Regions from separate parts of the Mus musculus genome. Here region 2 is linked to region 1. Evidence: chromatin contacts called from public Hi-C data. All regions are on one chromosome and are shown on one strand. Each heading gives the region's core, a stretch centred on a gene start, on an enhancer-like site or on the middle of the called end of the contact. The rest is flanking DNA. Distances are from core to core; before and after follow the strand shown.

Evidence for each region. A called contact is a pair of places that touch in the nucleus more often than the background predicts.
Region 2: a Hi-C map of uterus shows a contact between it and region 1, with 2.3 times the contacts expected there. The contact joins the promoter of Arrdc4 here to the enhancer-like site in region 1. A contact is called at or near these places in 1 of 39 promoter capture datasets (neural stem cells), 4 of 484 Hi-C or Micro-C datasets (forebrain and uterus), 1 of 115 datasets of contacts at active chromatin or transcription factors (embryonic stem cells) and 1 of 9 other capture datasets (adipose tissue).

What each region holds. Positions count from the first base shown.
Region 1 is chr7:68,578,488-68,581,187 of GRCm38.p6, forward strand. No RefSeq gene overlaps it. Among named protein-coding and RNA genes, the nearest start is that of Gm34549, 92 kb to the left of the region's middle. Within about 2 kb of position 1,349, at least 5 of the 459 cell types and tissues checked have an H3K27ac peak or open chromatin away from gene starts, as enhancers often do. A contact at or near this core is called in uterus, where this site is marked.
Region 2 is chr7:68,747,856-68,750,555 of GRCm38.p6, forward strand. Arrdc4 (arrestin domain containing 4) reads right to left here and starts at 1,383. Exons shown (of 8, transcript NM_001042592.2): 1 at 914-1,383. The coding sequence starts at 1,211.

The DNA of each region.
Region 1 (2,700 bases), core at 99-2,598:
CAATGAGCCAAATGAAAGGCAGCATCCTTTCCTAGCTTAGAGCTTTCTCTTCCCCATTTATAAGTTCTTGGAGTTGCATCTGTGCATCCCCAATGTTTCTGGAGTGGATCTCCCTGCTGGTAAGGGTGGGATTTGAGTTTGTGTATAATTCCATTCAAACCATCTCCACTGGCTCCTTGTACTCTCCTAAACAAGACTCCCTATCTTCATCACGTCTGGCTGGTTTAGCTCAGCTTGCCACACTGCACAGGAGACGTTAGATTTCTGGCATACATCTCCAGACATTTTATGGACCAATAATTCCCAAGGTGTACATGAGCTCTCACAGCCCGGTAATTACCGTTGCCCTCTTCCCTGGACCTGTCTCCATAAAGAGCCGCCTCTCTGCGCATCTCTGGCATCTCCTCCTCTCTAAGGCTGGACTTGGAACTACCAAGCTCCTAATTATCCATCCTGCTCAGGGAATCTCTGTGTGGGGTTCTCAGGCCAGCCTTTGATGGAGGGTTTGGTGGTGGTGGTGGTGGTGGGGTGGTGGGGTGGGGAAGTCTAGTCATTGACCTTGATTAAAGAGCTTCGATGGATCAAGTAAAACGGGCATCTTATTTCGTTCACAGCAAACTAATCTCGTGGACCAAACTTAAAGGTGAATTGTGGGAAATAAGTAAATTTGACCAAAATTTACTGTAATTTCTGTCTCAAATCACTGTTGTTTGATCAAGTAAGGACTCATTCAATGATTCGATGGCGCTTTCTTCTTTTCTTTTGTACCTCAACCAAATCCGAGCAATTATTCTGGAGCTCAAAACCACATTAAATCCATTTACTGCCTCCCTCAGCTGGTCAACCCCCCCCCCCCCACGAGGACCCGCCCTCTCCACAAGCATAAGCATTGGTTTCCTGCCCTGCTCAGCTCACACCTTAGCCAGGAGAAAACGATCCTTGGTACTTAACCAGGAAAGGGGAAGTGCTGTTAGACACTAGCCCACTATGTGCTTTGCAAACTACCACAAAACGTGTGATTCTTTTCTTTAATTAAACTCACACCTCCCTTGGGGGGAAAAAGGAAAGACAGGGAAGAGGCCATGCTTCGAGTGATAATTGTCTTTTCTTTGATTTTCAAAAGTGAGAGAAATAATAGGAAGTCAGAGACTCACCTAGTCGATAAACTAGCCTATTGTTAATTACCCTCGGAACACATACATGTATTGATCTGAAAATCTTCTAGGTGGAGTGATTGACAGCAGCGAATCCCCATACTTCAGTCCCAAGGGACAAGGGACTTGGTTTGCGGGTAGCCTGGAGCTAACAAGTCGGGCTCCTGAAGAAGTAGCAGGCTCCTACCAGTAGGTGGCAGCAGAGTTCCACGGATGGAAACAACTGCTCAGCCCAGTCCTGAATTTGTCCCCAAACCTAGGAAAGATCGCAGAGTTCCTGACTTTAAAATCCACTTCCCAAGGCGCACAAGAGGTCTTCGAAAAAACCCAGAGGATTGTTTTCTGCCGTACTGTACATTCCATTCCATTTTGCTCTTTTTTTTTTCTCATTTGGCTAGGAACTGGTAACGCCACTTTCAGGTTTATTCTTCACACGCCCCTCCATTCCTCGTCTTGCTTTCTTTTTGTTTCATTTACAGTTTCTCTTGTAGCTGTCATATCTACATTAGAGGGTAAAGTATAGCTAAGTGGGTTTTTTATTTTTATTTTTAAAAAATTTGCAACTGTTCTTTTGTGGGCTGTGATTATGACAGGAAAGAAAGTCTCAGACATGGTCTGAACAATTTGTCTGCTTAATTTGGAAGTCATTCAGGTATTGTATTGTATTGGTTTGGTTTGGTTTGATCATTAAAAACGCATCCTCATATAGATACTGCACAATAGACATAATACAGAGTATGAATATAAGAATATGTAGAATGATAGATATAGAGAATGATAGAATATATAAGTGGTATAGAATGAAGTCAGGTGTGAGGCTTGCTGGTGCTTCTCAGCTCATGGAAGATTTATCAATATCAAACTGTTGAGAGACATCATTCATTCATTCATTCATTCATGAATTTATTAATTTCCCCTTCATTTTATTATCTCCATTTTCCCTCGCCTTGCCTCCCCCCACCTTTAACTTTACAAAAACAGGGTTTACCTTTCACTAGACCGTTCTGTTTAGCAGCAGGCTCTACTCTAAAATATGCATTTTTGTGGGCTTTCTATTTTTCAAAAATGTATTAGGTTGTTCTGTCCTTTCTTCTCCTATGAACTACTGTGCTTTAGAGATTATGTTGCTGTGTATATACCTTCAACCCTCCTGCTTCTGACTCCTGCGGAGAGGTCTACCTGGACTAGAATGCTATTCACTGCCCCCTAGGGGTGGATCCCTGAACTGCCCAGGACTCTTCAGATATCCTTTTGTGATGACCATCTTAGGTTTGTCTCTTTATAAACTGGTGTGGGAATCTCTGGGAACGTACATATTTTTAATCTGACAGCTTTACCAAATGGGTCCGCTCTTTTTGTTCCCACCACCACCACATCTCCATGGCACGGAGTCAGTACTGTCTGGAGAACAGCCGCATTCCCCGTTTATTGAGATCGTTCTTCCATCATTTCATTCCGTTCATTAGACTCCAACAACACCCATTATACTTTATACGGTGAAACGTTTCCTCTTCCATGATTTCTAAATGTTTTATATAGTCTTAAA
Region 2 (2,700 bases), core at 133-2,632, 170 kb after region 1:
TATTAATCACTGGGAGAAAAGACTCCTGGAATCCACAGTGAGGAAAGGACATTAAAGCAGGTAGAGCTCTCACCTGCCACACCCCATTATCCAAAATACAGCTCTCGTTAGGCACATATTTGAGGATTTATCTGGACACCATTGTACTTCTCCACAGGAGGATACGATGCACTAGGTAGTAAGCTTAAGGCATTTGATAGGTCCAAGATGATGAGGCAGACAGATAGAAGTTTACAATAGTTTCCACTGAGAGAAGACTGACTCACGGTTACTAGCATTTTCATGATGAAATGCAATCACATGAACCCAACATACATATGCATGGGCACTTCTGGAAAAGTCAGAAATGGCCCAGATGGCAGGCATTGTCTGCAAAGGCCTTTCTGAATGGGGAGAGGTAAGAGGAAGGGGAGCTACAGCAATGGATGGCTCTTAGTGAGATTCATGTTCCCCAGTGAGGAGACACTTCTCTCGAACTACCCAAGTACCACTTCCCTTTTCCCAAGATTTAGTTTTCTGTAAATCATCATGAACCCGGGAGTGTCTAGGGCCAGGACAGGCAGGAGCAGCAGGCCATCAAACTCTGGGCACCACATAACAGAATGTCACCAATTCCACCTTCCATGCCTCCAGGTGAGGAAGGACCTAGAACCCAGACAGTCAGATGGCGGGTTTCCATGGCAACGATTCTGTAATAGGTTACTAGAAGATCGCAGGAAGCTAAGTTCAAAGGTACACACCAACACAAAAGGGTCTGGCCTCCTCCTAGAAGCCAGGTAGGGGCACAGGCTTGGCCTCCTGCCCTTCCCCCGTGACAGCAGATGACTCCCCTTCCAGAAGCTTCCCTCAGTGCCACCCAGCACCCAGGGACGCGCCCCTTCCCGCCCCCCTCCCTGGGGATCTCCAAGCTCACCAGCTGGGGCCTCCAGCAGACTCAACCGCAGGTTCAAGTATTCCACTTCTGAGGAGGCTGCGGGAGAGCCCCCACCGATGCAGACCCTGGCCCCAGCGCTCGGGCCCCAGGCAGAGGTGGCACGGCCCTGGGCCTCCAGGCGCAGTCCGCGCAGGGCCACCGGCTCTGCCGCCTCCAGCAGCACGTGCCCGGCCACTGTCTCGCCGCTTGAGTAGCAGCCCTTGCTCTCATCTTCGAACACTAGCCCCAAGCTCTTGACACGGCCCCGAGGACCATCGGCTCCCGCCTCGCCTCCCATTCCGCCAGGCGATGCGGCTCTGCCACCAAGATCCGCAGTGGCCCCAGGTCGGGGTAGCCGGCTCCGCGACGCTGCTGTCACGGGCGCCGGCCGCACACCCAGGGCCACTACGGCCACAGCGCCCAGCCGGGTGAAACACCCGCACTGGGGCCCTGTCTCTTTAACACACCCCACTGGGACTGGAAAGGGGCTGACACGGCCCGCCTACAGAGCACTGCCATTGGCCAGTCGCGAAACCTGCTTCTTTCCCATTGGCTGTACATGGCCACTTAGTCATTTCATTGGCGCCCCCACACCAGGCTGAGCAGGACGGTGGTGCGTGATCAGGAGGGCTTCACCAATCGGGAGACACCATAGTGCACGTGCACAGGACCTTTATTGGTGGGAGCAAGGCACAGTCCTGGGCCACAGACCAATAGTGAGGCAGTGCGCCCATGTGGACAGAGGATGGGAAACAATATCTGTTAGGGAGGGGGCGGTTCCCGGCTCACCGGCGCATTGGTGTCAGCGTTGCTATGGTTATAGTGGGGGCGGGCTTTCCAGCTCAGAGAGGCTAGAGTAGTTTGTACTAGAACATGAACTTGTGGCTGCAGCAGGCCCAGTTTAAGATTACTTCTGCAGAGTGCCCAGCAAAAGGTTTCTTGGAAAATGGAACTCAGGAGTCTCGCTTTATGCTGGCTGCCTTGGAACTTTAAAGCAGATATCAGAATCTGCTAACTTTCATGATTCTGAGCCACACCTCTTTGGGTCTCAGACAGAATTCCTGTACTAGCTGAGAGCCAATGTCTTGGAAGAATGCTGTGATTCTTAGTGCTTTTGTCCTGAGAAGTTCTGTTCCTGGTTGCTGAAGTCCAGCCAGACTCCGTCTCTGGTTCTTCTGCCTCTAAATAAGGTCGTGGTTTTAAAACAGCACCTGCCACTTATTGGTGCTGATGCAAACAGAAGGACTCCATTATTGACTGAATAATACTCTATTTGGTCGTTATATACATGCATAAGTTGTAAAGTGTGCAAATATTATGTCTGGAAAAAAAGATCGATACTTGACACACAAGTGCCCCACCCAAAAGGATTTCGTAACCCCGGGATCATAGTCCTAGAACATGCCCAGCTGTCTCCGTGACTTGTTCCCCAAACCCACAGCTCTTCTTGCTGGTTTCTTTTTAATTCACACCGTTCTAGATAGCCTTTTGGTATCTAGAATATTTAAATATGTGTAATTATTTGTCTATCAATTTGTAATCCTTTATTTCCCCTCGTTAAAATTCTAAGTGCGTAAGCTGTTATCAAGGTTTGATAATTGAAAATTGAAACTGAAGGATATTTTCTTTCCAAGGCTCTGAAAGTATAGGTTGTTTTACTGCACTCTTTTGAGTTTAGATGATCAACACGGGCATTTTTATTGTTATCTATCTATTTATTCATTTGTATAATATTTCTATTCTTGAAGAAGTCCATGCATGCATGCAGTATATTTGCTCATATTCTA